Linked DNA regions of Mus musculus: region 1 is linked to region 2. A link is a contact called in public HiChIP or PLAC-seq data. All regions are on one chromosome and are shown on one strand. The core of a region is the stretch at or near the end of the contact, and the rest is flanking DNA. Distances in the headings are between cores, read along the strand shown. Region 1 overlaps 1700006H20Rik (a long non-coding RNA gene). Region 2 overlaps Ppp3ca (protein phosphatase 3, catalytic subunit, alpha isoform).

Evidence for each region. HiChIP or PLAC-seq counts read pairs in DNA pulled down with a chosen protein or histone mark.
Region 1: a contact with region 2 is called in an HNF4G HiChIP or PLAC-seq map of pancreatic cancer cells. The contact joins two enhancer-like sites. A contact is called at or near these places in 2 of 115 datasets of contacts at active chromatin or transcription factors (effector CD8 T cells and pancreatic cancer cells).

Annotation. Positions count from the first base shown.
Region 1 is chr3:136,938,456-136,945,276 of GRCm38.p6, forward strand. It overlaps 1700006H20Rik (a long non-coding RNA gene), which reads right to left. Exons shown (of 4, transcript XR_376118.4): 3 at 5,481-5,555; 4 at 4,788-4,901. Among named protein-coding and RNA genes, the nearest start is that of 1700006H20Rik, 13 kb to the right of the region's middle. Within about 2 kb of position 2,741, at least 86 of the 459 cell types and tissues checked have an H3K27ac peak or open chromatin away from gene starts, as enhancers often do. A contact at or near this core is called in effector CD8 T cells and pancreatic cancer cells, where this site is marked.
Region 2 is chr3:136,695,022-136,702,307 of GRCm38.p6, forward strand. The region is part of intron 1 of Ppp3ca (protein phosphatase 3, catalytic subunit, alpha isoform); the gene reads left to right. Among named protein-coding and RNA genes, the nearest start is that of Ppp3ca, 29 kb to the left of the region's middle. Within about 2 kb of position 2,995, at least 71 of the 459 cell types and tissues checked have an H3K27ac peak or open chromatin away from gene starts, as enhancers often do. A contact at or near this core is called in effector CD8 T cells and pancreatic cancer cells, where this site is marked.

The sequences.
Region 1 (6,821 bases), core at 1,491-3,990, 240 kb after region 2:
TCACTGGGCCCCTTGAATTAGACTAACCTAAGATCTGTAAACCTGAGGATACTTTCTCTACCCGAGGGATGTGGCCGTCTACTTTGTTCATTTCCTAAGCAGATGTTTCTGCTATGCTCTGACCATCCCTTTTCCTGCTGTACATTCTTATTTTTCAATCACGTGCACACACACACACAGAGCCACTGTGTCAGGCAGTCCTCAAGGCATATATAAATTTTTAGTATGATATTAAATGTCAGCATGCTGTGGGACTGTGAGTCAGTGCCATACTTTTCACAGTGCTTCATCAGCTCTCTCTCTGGGTTTTTCTTTTAAATAATGTATACAAGGAACATCCCTAACTAGGCCCATGATGATGTGTTTACTTTCATTTTTTAATTCATACATAGTAACAAACACACAAAGAACAAAATGTACCTATCTCTGATGACCATATTGTCAAGAGGCAACTGACATACTGGAATTTGTGTTAATGATGGAGATCCAGAAGGAGAGTCTGCTTTAAGGAAAGACTGGAGAAACTTAACAGGTAAACAACAGAGGTCCTGTTAGCGATGATATTCCAAAAGACAGTGCTGACTTTGGAAAAGCATCTACTTATCATACCATTCAAGTGACTAGGAAACGAGCCTGCATTCCATGAGTATGGCTTCACTCGAAGGGTGAGAGACATTGCAAGTTTGACACTGTAACGCCTTAAGGACAACGGCATGAAAGGATGGAAAGTAACCTGCTCCATATCTAAATGTCCCCGAAGCAGTAGAGGATGGAATATCACTTTAACAACAAGATTTAGGGTATCCTGTCAATTTTTCAATCTAAGCCATTGCTTCAAGATTTTGTGTTTGCAGACACTCTGTCTTGGGGCTGAGCTCTGCAACCCAGTTAAACACAATACTCTGTGGGTTTAATATTTTATAGACAGACAAATGATAGCAGCTGGAAAAAGACAGCAACAGCCTAGGTTAGGTAGGGAGACTTGCAGGATAACCTGAGCTGTGTGGAGTGGTATTTGGGACCGCCTGCATTATGGGGAGAGAGAACTGGGTCAGCCTGAGCTACAGGGAGAAAAGCAGTGGACAGCCCAGGCTACCCCTTCCACATTTTCCTCTGTGTATCCCAAACCATCTTACTTTTTCTGGGCAAACCTAGCTGGAAAGAGTTTCCTATAGATTAGCAAAGTGGTGGTGGTGGAATTGAGCTTATAACCTGAGATCTCAAAAAAGGTTGATTTAACTTCCAGTCCAAAGGCATTCTTTTTAGGTTACACAGACTGAGCATCCCTTGTCCAGAATTCTTAGAACCAGAAATGTTTCCAATTTGGGGGATTTTTGACATTTTATAATAAGATTGATTAGACTTAACATTGAGATCCCCTATCAGAAATACCCCAAAATCCAAGATGTTTGGAGTTACCTTACAAAGTCTAAGGATTCAGACTTCTGGCTTAGAGGTGTTCAACTTATGTTTTCAAACAAAATTTCTAATACCAAATACTAAGGATGGCTAGGTTTGTTCTCAGAAACTCCACAGTGGCTGTAAGAATTAGTCTTGCTTCTTCAAGGTGACATACAAGGTTACTCACCTTGTGATTCTCAGCAGTCAGCTGACTTTCCAGTCTCATGCCTACTTGACTTCAGCCATGTTTGACTGGACCTAGTGCTTGGGTAGCCATAGGCTGCTTAGGTCTCTTATTCACTCATGCATTCTCTGAAAATACCAGATTCATCTTTAGATTGGGGTGAAACACAGTCCTTCCTGGGAAGAGAGATGTGTCCTATATGTCCTGTGTTTTCAACATTTACTTCTCTCACACACAACACAATGGGGAGAATAGCTGCTTCTCTTCGAAGTTTTGGAGGGAAACATGAGAGACTTGGTGTCTTTTGGAGGAAGAAAAAGGCAAGCAGGAATACAGATTTTTCTCCACGTGCACTCACAATGTGGGACTCTCTATGACTCCACGCAGCAAATGTTCAAAGAAGAATGGATTGGAGCTTTGCCATTGAAGGATCCAAGTCCTTGTACAAATTCCCTAGAGCCGGAAGTTAAGGTGTAATTTTCTTTTATTCTACCGGTCTCATCACGACTACTGCGTTCACCATTACAACTTGTTTTATCAGAGTTTGGTTTTGATTTTAATGCTTTTTGGGGGGTCAGCAAGATAACTCAGTAAGTAAACGCACTTGCAATCAAGCCTGACGGTCTCAACCCCCAGAACTCACGTAGTGGGAGAGAACTGACTCCAGCAAATTTTCCTCTGACCTTCACGTGCATGAAATGGCTGGTGCATGTGTGCAGAGACACACATATAAGCTAATGTTAAAATAATACTTATTGACTGTATATTGAGCACAGCCTACCTTAAAGAACCATAGAATGACATTGAAGTTTTAGCATGAGAGAACTAATCCTTTGGGTTCCAGGAAGCACTTCCTTTGTAGTCTTTTGCTAAAAGATAACACATTGGGAAAGGAAACCACAAGCTCTTTGCCAGCTTCAAACACCCTAGTGAGAAATAGTTAATCACAGTTCTGACAGGTCCTTTGGAAGGATGATAAATACAGGTCTGTTTATAGAGAAGAGACTGTTGGGGCATGGGACAGTGGGATGGGTGCTGGAACTCAGAGAGAGGGCTGATGGGGTATACTGATTCTACAGCTCTCAGTGCTAGGTGGAAACTCATTAGAACAACGAAATTCAATACCCAGGCTGCTCTGTCACCATGTTTGAACGGAAGTATGAGTCAGCATCTGTGCATACGTGCTGGCTTGTAGGAGATGAACCACACTGGTATAGATATGAGTCTGCCCTACTCTCCTACTTGCCACAGGGCTGTGAGACCTTTTCTGAGCTTCATAAAATCCTATTCCAGTCTTGGCCAAATGACTGATGAATTTTTAAGCTCTCTGCCTGAATTAAAAGAAACGATGTAAATGAAGAAATTGGCAGGGTATAAAACAGGAAATGCTCATTGTAGTCAGCAGCCTGCCAAGTTACACGAAGGCTTACTTATTCTGTGACTGAAACTCCTGTGTGTGTGAGGTGGCGTCGCCTGAGAGTGTTTGTGTGATCAGAAAAACCTAGTGAGAGGAATGGTACTCATCTCCAGCCTTCCTACAAGGATTAGTTGGGGAGAGAGGGCAAACTGGGAAGCAGTGAGAGAAGATGTAAGAGCAAAGAAGCAAGTCAACCATTGTGGAACCACTTGGCTTAAAGCATGGGAGGAATGATTGTGAAAGATGCAACCGGATACAGCTTGATGAGTAGTTTGCATCTGGAAGCCTTCCGTGCATAAAACCACATACCTGGTAGACTATATGTAAAGCACAGAGGCACTGCTGTTATTAGGACCGTGTAGCTTCAGGATTAACTTGGTGGATGGACAGTATCATCAAGGACATGGGTTGTCCCCATCCTTCTCAGGATGTTGGCATCTGTCCTCAGCTGCAGAGAACTATCCATAAGCACCTGGCATTGCTAGCTCACACAACACTGTCTGGCTAGTGGAAAATAACAGCAAAAATAACCTATAAATACAGCAAAGCCCAATTTATTGCTCATTGCAGCAATGTAACCACTACCTCAGCAGGGTCACAGTAAATCCAGATGGGTGGAAGGCAGAAGCAAAATATTTATGATGTTTTGTTTAGTTGAGGTTGGTCTTTCCACGTAGGAGTCTAATAAAAATCAGACCAAGTTTGTGGCTCTGTGGGTTAAAATTGGTACACACAGCAAAGGAGGCATTTACTAAGAGAGTTTTGAGGAGAGCAGTAAACATCTAGACAAGGATGAGACTTTGTTTCCTCCTCAAACTCACTAAGCTATTTTTATGACAACTAAAGCTGTGTGTGTGTGTGTCTGTGTGTGTGTGTCTGTGTGTGTGTGTCTGTGTGTGTGTGTCTGTGTGTGTGTGTGTGTCTGTGTGTGTGTCTGTGTGTGTGTCTGTGTGTGTGTCTGTGTGTGTGTGTCTGTGTGTGTGTGTGTGTCTGTATGTGTGTGTGTGTCTGTGTGTGTGTGTGTGTGTGTGTGTCTGTGTGTGTGTGTGTGTCTGTGTGTGTGTGTGTGTGTGTGTGTGTGTGTGTGTGTGTGTCTGTTTGTGTGTGTCTGTGTGTGTGTGTATCTGTGTGTGTGTATGTGGCTGTGTGGCTGAGTCATATTAAATGTATGGGTTGTGAGACTCGATGCAGCTAAACAGTCAGTTCTTCTCAAATGAGTTTATACATTTAATATCCTTGCACCAGAACACCCAGCAGGAGTTATGTATGGGCATTCACAAGCTGATTCTACAATCCATAGCAAGAGAATCTAAACTGTGGACTGGTAATATGGCCTAATGGTAGCATACAGAAGGCTCTGTTCAATATCCAGTACCACCAAAGATAAATAAAATGCATTTTATATCTGTGCTATTGAGTAGCTTTTTGCTTACAGGACCAACTCAGACAGCAGCAGAGAGACCACACACTTGCCTACAAATGGTCGACCAGGGAACATATCAAAATAGTTTGGTGGAGCAAGAAATAACTTTCAAAGAATTCATTACAACAACTGGTGATCCACTGACAACAGAAGAGACAGCTTGGCTCTCTATCTGGTAACTCTCTCCAAAATGAAAAATCAAATGGATTGGACATTTCATTTTTAAACATAAAATATAAAAACAAGGAGATTGCTAGAAAACAACAACAACAACAACAACAACAAAACCTGAAATAATGTTTGTGGCCTTGACTAGGCACAGAGTTTGACATAAAATCAAAAGCCAGAACTGAAAATTACAAATTAACAGGATTTTATTAAAAGTATGTTTCCTCTTGCTTCATAGAGTGCTGTAGTCTGGAAGAAAACTGGTGGCAGATTGTACCTCTATCAGAGAACTTGGAGCGCAAATCTTCCTAAACTCAATAACAAACAAAATTTAAATGCATAAGAGATTTGGGGGCGTGGGGGACAGCAAATAAGATATGCACAAAAATAAATGTCCACATTAAAAGCTGTTCAATATCATGGTGACTGGAAAAACAGAAAGCAATGGAGATTGTTGTGGTCTGAATATAAAATGTCCCATACAAGGTCTTGTGCTTGGACACTTGGTCTCCAGTTGGTAGCAAGGTTATAGAACATTTTGGAAATGGAGTCTTGCTGGAGGATGTGTATCACTGGGTGAGATGGGACTTGAGGTTTTTTAGCCTGGATCCACTTCCCTCCTTCCCTCCTTCCCTCCTTTCCTCCCTCCCTCCTTCCCTCCTTCCCTCCTTTCCTCCCTCCCTCCCTCTTCTTCTCTCTCCCTCCCTTCCTCTTTCCTTTCTTTTCTCCCTCCTTCCCTCCTTCCCTCTCTTCCTTATGTAGGCAAATGACATATGACCTCTGCTTCCTGATTGAGAAGTTGGCCCATGTTCCTGTTGTCATACCTTCCTTGTAATGACCAACAGTTTTCCCTCTGGAACTATAAGCCAAAAGAACCCCTCTCTCACCTAAGTTCCTTTCTGTCAAGGCATTCTGTCTCAGCAACAGAAATGTGGCCCATACAATGCTGCAGCACGACGGTCCTGTGTAAATAGAAGAAAAACAGCATAGCGCACACACACACAAATACACATAAAAACTCCACATAACATCAGAGGCTCTTCAGCACACATTTGATGCGATCTTCACCATAGTCTCGGTAGGAAAACACTCTAGAATACAATTAAATAGTTTCAGATAAAAACAACCACACCAGCAAGAACTGCAACCCCTACATAGTTACGTCAGAGAAATGAACACTTGTGTTCGTGCAGAAAACTTATACTAAGGAAAGTGTGTCCATTCAGCCTACAAATACAAACAGACGAAACTGCTTGCTGAGGTTGAATTGTGTACCCCTGGGAGACACCTCACTATATCCACCCCCTACAATATCGGAATGTGCTCCTTTTGGAAATGGTGAATGTGGATCTAGGTGAGTTGTAAGATAGCCCTCTAGGCCAGTCTATCAGTTTATAAAAGAACAGCTGCATGCAGACAGGCCTGGAGAAGGCCATGTGACTGTGGAAGCAGACACTCCGCTTATGCACTTGTAAGTTCAGGGTTAGTGTTTTCTGACAAGCTGCAAGAAGCTATGAAGAAACTAGAAAGGGTTCGCCCAGAGACTGCACAGAGCTTAGGCCTGAGTGCCAGTTTCTTCATTTCGGATTACAACCTCCAGACCCGTGCGACAGGAAAGCTCCCTTGTTGCTTTTTAGATTACTTTTTCATGTCCAGTTGTTTGCCTGAAAGTATGACTGTGTGCCCTGTGCACACCTGATGCTTGTGAGAGCAGAAATGGGTGTCATGTACCCTGGAATTGGAGTTACCGATGGCTGAGAGCTGCTATGTGGGTGCTGGGAATCAATCAAACACAAATCCACTGAAGAGCATCCAGTGTTCTTAACCACTGAACCCCCACATTGTGTTGTTTGAAGCCATCAAATTTGTGGGATGTTTTTATCACAGTGCTTGAAGGCCAATGTTATTGATAAGTGCAAAGACATAATGAGTGAGATCAGAGCAGGAAGTGTTAAAAATGTGCCAAATCTGAGGGAATTTTTTTTGGGGGGGGGTTGGGGTTTTTAGGTTTTTGGGCTTTTGGAGACAGGGTTTCTCTGTGTAGTCCTGGATGTCCTGGAACTCACTCTGTAGACCAGGCTGGCCTCGAACTCAGAAATCTGCCTGCCTCTGCCTCCCAAGTGCTGGGATTAAAGAAGTGCACCACCACCACCACCTGGCCTGAGGGATTTGATACACAAACTATTGATAGTTTAGTATTCTATGATGTTATCTAGGCTGACAAGAGG
Region 2 (7,286 bases), core at 1,745-4,244:
GTGAGGGATATGGGATAGGGGGTTTGCAGAGTTTGGAAAACTGGGAAAGGGGATAACATTTGAAATGTAAACAAATAAAATATACAATTAAAAAAAGAAAAAGACTACATCTCCAGGTGAGGCAGAGAGAGCTGGGTTGTTTTGCTCCCTTTGCCTTCTGTTGAAAATTCATGATGCACTTTCCTGGGAGGATGCCCTGTGAACCAATGGCTCCTACTAGGCCCTGCCCCTTAAAGGTTCTACACCATCCAGGGACAGCACCCTGGATTCAGAAGTCTCTTCTCATATGAAGGAGCACACGTTAGGAGGCAGTTTAACCTCATCTAGGCTGTAGCAGTCACTATCTAAGTGCTACTTGACACTCCAAATGATATGGAGGGTATTTTTTATGATGTCATGCCTACAGTTAGTTTCGAACCTTGTATTTTAATCATGATCTTTAGAAATCTGTAAATATTAAAGGATAGTGAAATAGACAAAACTACATGAAATGCAATTTAGATGAAGGGAATTGAAACACCATGGGATATTTAGCATTTAGGATTCTGTGGAGGTAAGAGAATCCCCTCACTTGGTGAGTTTTTAGAAATATACAAAGTGGATGAAAAATAAATCTTGATTATGGATTTAGGTGCAGGAACATGCATTAATTACTGATTTTAAGGCTGTGTGTGTGTGTGTGTGTGTGTGTGTGTATGTGTGTGTGTGTGCATGCATGCACATGTGCACCTGTGTTGAGTGAATTTGAGCTATATCACTTTGTGCTCCCGACAGGTCACATGTTTCCAGCCACCCACCCAGGAACTCTTTGGAATAGAGGATGAAAGACACACACATACATACACACACACACACACACACACACACACACACACACACACACACACCAATTAATTTTAAAATGCCTTCATTACCTCGAATGCTGGGCACTTCTAAACCTTCCCCTGCTACCCCAGGCCCGTGGCCACCCACCTGAATTCTCACATGGCTGGTTGGCTTTCTCTCCTTCAGCTCCTGCATCCCATCCTTCGTCTCCAAGTCATGGCTGTTTCTTTCTCCTCCTTCCTGAGTCCTAGCCTATGCGACTCTAAGGGTCCTGCCCTGTCTCCCTTTGTCTAGTCATCGGCTGGTGGCATCTTTATTCATCAATCAAAAACCAAATGGGGACAAGGACCTTTAGTGTTTGGACATACAGATTCCTGATTGAATCAAAGCATTAGATACAATCTCCAGCATACCTCTGCTGACTGCATACAGGAACCCCAGTGCAGAGTTTAAGGAACAATTGTTTTGGTTTTAGGTTATTTGTCAAATGGAATGCATTGAGATGAACAGTTGAGAAGGTTTTGGGAAATTGGAAATGGTTTTGAACGAGAGGTGTTGGAGAAGGAAGATGGGGTGAACATCATGGGGGCATGGACAGGAGGGAAAAATAGAGAATTTTCAGGGCATTTCCAGGGTTGTATGGACTCCCACCCCAAACTTCTTCCAACACTTTTAAGAAACCTGCATGTTTGGGTGGCTACTTTGTTGATCTCACTTTTTTCTTCTGCATTATCATTGCAAACTGACTTGCCAGGGAACAAGCCAGACTTGTAGGCAGCAGCAGGGTCCAAGGATGCCTGCCCATGCCCAGGCTATAGATGCACCAATCTGTTACTGTCTTGTCATGATGATTTAACTGGGGCATGCTTGCGAGCATCTGGGGACATTCATATGTACAGAGGTCCAGATTGCTTTGGTAGCTGAAGCAGCATTCATGCCTAATTTCTTGACAATTTTGTTTTTTTTTTTTTTTTTTTTTTTCTTGTGTTCTCTACTTTGACATTTACGCTTGATCTTCCCAAAGCTTGGCTAACAAATACCTGTTAGACTCAAGTACATTATCATTGGTAGAAATTTACCGTAGTGATCATGTAATGGAGTCTCCTGTGAGCAGACTCTGGAGTAAGGCTGCTAATTTCATTTAGTAAACATTAGTTCTTCATAATACACATTGGAAACAACGCTCCCAAATGGAAAATTGCATCAGCCATTTTGATTTTTCTTATAATGAGAAAAATGTAATATATTCTTCCTAAAAATTTACCTTGACTCTATCCTATTTACCTCAAACTTGTTTGAAAGATCGAAAATATTATGAAATAAATTAGGAAATACAAGCAAATTCCTATGCAGATCTATGATATTACCTTTAAGTATCCATTCTTTTATTCTGGAATAATAATACTAGAATTGAATTTGATCTAGCACTTCCCTACCCCCCACTCCCGCCAGCCAGAAGGCACCACACATTTCCAAGTCTGCCGTGTAGTCAGCTGAGTCCTGGAGGTGAAGTCTATCTAGTGTAAGGTGATGAGAGTGTTGACGGTTACATATAGAATATATCCATATAAGGAAGAGGTGCTATATTTCTTTTCCTGATTGCTTTTCTGGCTCATGGAACATAGAGGTGATGGCTGAGGCTCTGGAAATCATTTGGACCACACTAATAAGAGTCCCATCCTAGAGAATATAAAGTGATCAGGTAATATAAGGTGATGAGGCAAAAGGAAATGTGATAATGATTTTGTGGTCTTACCCTGGTAAAGGTAGTTACTTACTTTAACCTAGTCTCTGTGTAAGATAAACTTTTGTCTTAATTTAAGATATTGTTATTCTAAGAGATATAGTTCCTTTCCTGTACAAAAAGGCCAGTGAACACTCTCATGGTTGTGTAATTCACTCCCCCAAGCCCAGTGTTACGCCTAATGAGTGACATTGATTGTCTCATGGAAATGTCAGTGGATAAAGAGACCTGGCAAGATACCCAGAGGAGAAAGGGCATGGCTGTGACTTTGACTCCTACTTACTGCACATTCTCAGGAAATTATTTAACCTTCTTTAGTCACAGTTTCCTGTTCTGCAAAACCAGTTACAGTGTGCCTTAATCTGCTCTAATCAGGCATCTTAAACTGTGATCTGGGCACAACAGAAATGGCTTGCCTGCCTCCCTGCAAGCAGGAAGTCTGTGATCACTGTGCCAGCATGGTTGAGGTATCGGGAAGGGCCCCTGTACATAGAGATGTCTCACTGTAACTGACTATTGCATGGGTTTGGTAGCTCAGTGGGCTGTGTATGTAAGAAAACTAATTCTAGTCACAACGGTTCTGTCCTCATGAACTGCTCATCTTCCTAAGGTCACACCTCTTTTGCTATCATTTTAACACTTGGGTTTCAGTGTGAATTTTGGGCCACAAACATGCCATAGGTATAAGCTTGGGTCCCCCCACTCCTTCCGGCCCCCATTTTGTAATTGTTCTTTAAACAATAAGCTTTAATGATTCAGTGTTTGCATTGTATTCCTTTCAAATAATCTACAGATGACTCAGACTGTATGGAAGGATATGCACAGGTTACATAGAAACACCAGCCCATTTTTTTTATATATAAAGAAGGTGAACGCCTGCAGAGCTTGGTGTCTTCAAGATCTGGGAACAAGTCCACCTTGAGTGCTAAGGCACAACTGCAAAGATTTGCAAGATTTGGCACAATTACGGAGCAGAGCTCAAATTTACATTTGTTGTCCACCTATTTATTTATTTATTTGCTTATTTATTTATTATTGTTACGCATTTACTTGTGTGTTTGTTCAGGCATGGCTCTTATGTACCCAAGGCTGTCAATTGAACTCTTTCGTCTCTGTTTATCCCCCCTGAGTATTGGAGTTAAAGGCATGTCCAGTGAACTAACCAATTTAATTATTTCCCTTGTTTTATTTTTCTTCAAGCCTTAGGAGTTCCTGTCAAATGATGTCCTTGCATAGAAGAAATAAAGTCTCCAGGAGACAAAACATGTTAGAGACACAGATATGGTGAATCTGTAGGCAAACTGAAGAGATCACTTCTGGAATAGTCATGCCAGAAAGCAAGAGAATACAGCCCTGTGCTTGAAGGAATTCATGGGGCTTGAGTACTGTGTTCTTAGCACTGCATCTTTATGTTTTAAGGCTAGTTTCAGGATCTTACATAGAGGCAATAGCTATTTAATGGACTCGGGTTTTGCCTTCATAAATGGAGCTGTTAAACTTGAGAACAAGAATCAAGAACCAGCGGTTTCTAGCCAGGCTTTGGAAAAGTGCAAATAAGGTCCATTGTGCCATGTGCAGCACTTCTTATGGAAGGAGGGACTAGTCAACGTTGCTAAAGGTGTGGTTTCAAGGCATGGAGGTTTTCAGTAATAGGAATGGGTTGAAAGTTAGTGTTAGGTTTTCCATTTGTGTGTGTGTGCGTGTGCGTGTGTATGTGTGTGTGGCTCAAGTGAAAATATCAAGTGAGTTGGGCGTGGTGGCACACGCCTTTAATTCTAGTACTATGGGAGGCAGAGGCAGGCGGATTAATGAGTTCGAGGCCAGCCTGGTCTACAAAGTGAGTTCCAGGATAGCCAGGGCTACACAGAGAAACCCTGTCTCGAAAAAAAAACAAACAAACAAACAAACAAAAAAACAAAAAAAAGAAAGAAAGGAAGGAAGAAAGAAAGAAAGAAAGAAAGAAAGAAAGAAAGAAAGAAAGAAAGAGAAAAATCAAGTGAAAGTGTTTATATTCTCTGGAGTCTGTGGCTGCCTGTGCAGGTCAGAGGATACCCTAAGGTGTCATGCTTCAGGTTTCACACACACACACTCTCTCTCTCTCTCTCTCTCTCTCTCTCTCTCTCTCTCTCTCTCTCTCTCTCTAAGTGAGGGGCTCTTACTGGCCAGAAACCAAGAAGCAGACAAGTCTGCCCAGCAACCCTAGGCCCACCTGTCTCTGCCACCTGTCTCTGCCACCTGTCTCTGCCACCTGTCTCTGCCCACCTGTCTCTGCCACCTGTCTCTGCCCACCTGTCTCTGCCCACCTGTCTCTGCCCACCTGTCTCTGCCCACCTGTCTCTGCCACCTGTCTCTGCCCACCTGTCTCTGCCACCTGTCTCTGCCACCTGTCTCTGCCACCTGTCTCTGCCACCCCCCTCCCCCAGAGCTGTGACTATAGTCACATGCTGTCACACCCCTCCTTCTTGTTTGGGTTCTGGAGTTTTGGGTTCAAGGCAAACACAGTGCTAACTAAGCCTTCTCTCCCGTGCCCTTCTGCTCTTTTGACATATATTTTTAGATGTGTGTCATTAAGTCATTTTCAATAATGCATGATGAGAGGTGTTGCAACGCCACTGTACTTTATAGGACAGCCAACAGCATGGATTATTGTGAAAATTAAATTGTTTGGTAACTTGTCTGGTAATATGTACTTAATTAAAATGTGATAAATAAGAAATCCCCTTTAAGATCTTATTCTTGAAAATCAACATGTGTTGAAATGTCAACGCTAATCTCTGCCAAAATTAGTGTTGAAGATCACAGACTCTGGCAAATGTCTGATTACCTTCACTTTCTGGATTGCGTCACAGTTTTGCATATAGAATCGAGGATGCATTCTTGGGCATTTAATACATCTAAAAGTACAGATATGTTCTGCTTTCTCTCCCAGTGAATCCAGGTCTCTAACTAGTGTTTCTCTGGCACCCTCACCCTAGTGTCCCACCCAGATGCAGTGTTCACAGAAGACAATGGTTGGGACCAGGCTCTGCCCTCATTCTCACACACTCGTTTGTCAGCTGGGTTGGTATCGTGTTATCTGACCCTCTTTTCTCATTAGAGCCACTCACAAGATGTTTGCTAATGTCTTAACGCACCCAGGCAACGCGGAGGACTTCTGATTTTGCTCCTAACAGATTAGCATTTTGCTAATAATAGATCGTTCTTCTAGAGGTGTTTACTTAGTGGCTTCTGCGGAGGAAGCTGTGTAGTCCGCTCACGTGAGACTGAGAGGGTTGATGGCCACCACCACAGAGCAGGAAATAGAAAGTGGAACACGGAGGAGCAGAAAGAATTCTGGGATAGAGCCAGGCACCTGAAGATGTAAGGAGACAAATGCATGGTACCTGAGCACAGGTAGTCAGCCATGTGGCAGGATGTAGATTAGAATAAATGGGTTATTTTAAGTTGTGATATAGTCAGAGAAGAACCTAGCTATCTGGCCAAGGTACTGGTAAATCTATCTTGAGTCTGAGTCTTATTTCTGGGAGCATGGGGCTGGGAGGAGAGCCAGATGTACCTTCTACACTTTGTCATCAAAGGCTTCTCAGGACCGCAACCAGCTGTGTATTTTTGGACTCCATTTTGGGTGATGCTTGTGTATTCCTTGGATCTCTTATGGTCACATGGTTCCCATGCCAAAGATGCTGCATCTCCTGTATCCAGGTTCAGGCATCTGTGGTGCATCCGCAGGGCTGGGATGGCTTAAGATCTCTCATTTCCTGCCGCGACTCTTGTCTAACCCATCATCCTATGATGACCATTTGTCTCCTATAGCCCTGAAGTCAGGTAGTTTCTTTTTAAAATTAGTAGTTGAGTCTCATTCAGATGTTTTAAACATAGGATGACCTTCATTTTTTATTAATTATTTTATTTATTTACATTTTAAGTGTTGTTCCTCTTCCGGACCCCCTCTCCGTGAGCACGTCCCCCTCCCTCTTCCCTCCTCCCCTTTGCCTCTAAGAGGGTGTTTCCACTCCCACCTCACCCCTCTAGTATCCCCTTCTCTGGGGCATCAAGCCTCCACAGGACCAAAAGCATCCCCTCCCACCGAGGCCAGACAAAGCAGTCCTCTGCTACATATGTAGTGGGAGTCATGGACCTTGTTTGGTGGTTTAGTTCCTGGGAACTCTGACGGGTCTGGTTAGTTGGTACTGTTGTTCTTCCTATGGGATGGCAATCCCCTTCAGCTCTTTCAATTCTTCTCTTCAATTCTTCCCATAGGGGTCCCTGGGTTCAGTCCAATGGCTGGCTTTAAGTATCTGCATCTGTCTCAGTCAGGTCCTGGTAGAATTGAGTGTAGACAGCTCTAAGGAGACTTTCTGTGTGTTATCAAGCCCATCTGCAGTGGAAAGGGAACCCTGGAAGTCCACATGGCCTAGCTGGCTCGGATGAGGTAGGAGTGTACTCAGAACCTAAGTTTCACCATCAGCACAAACGTCCTGAAGCAGGGGCATTCCATGGTTGCGGTTGCCTTGGAATGGAGACATGTAGCGTGAACTGGGGACCAGACACCTCATAAATGGCTCTGTGACTGCAGGTGGCTTCCATTCCTAGAATGATTAAATACTTCTTTAAATGGCTAAGGTTAAGCTCTGAAGCAGATAAGCATCCTTATAAAGACCAAGGGAGACCATAACATTCTACTTAGTGTCCTTTCACATAGGAACACTCAACAAAA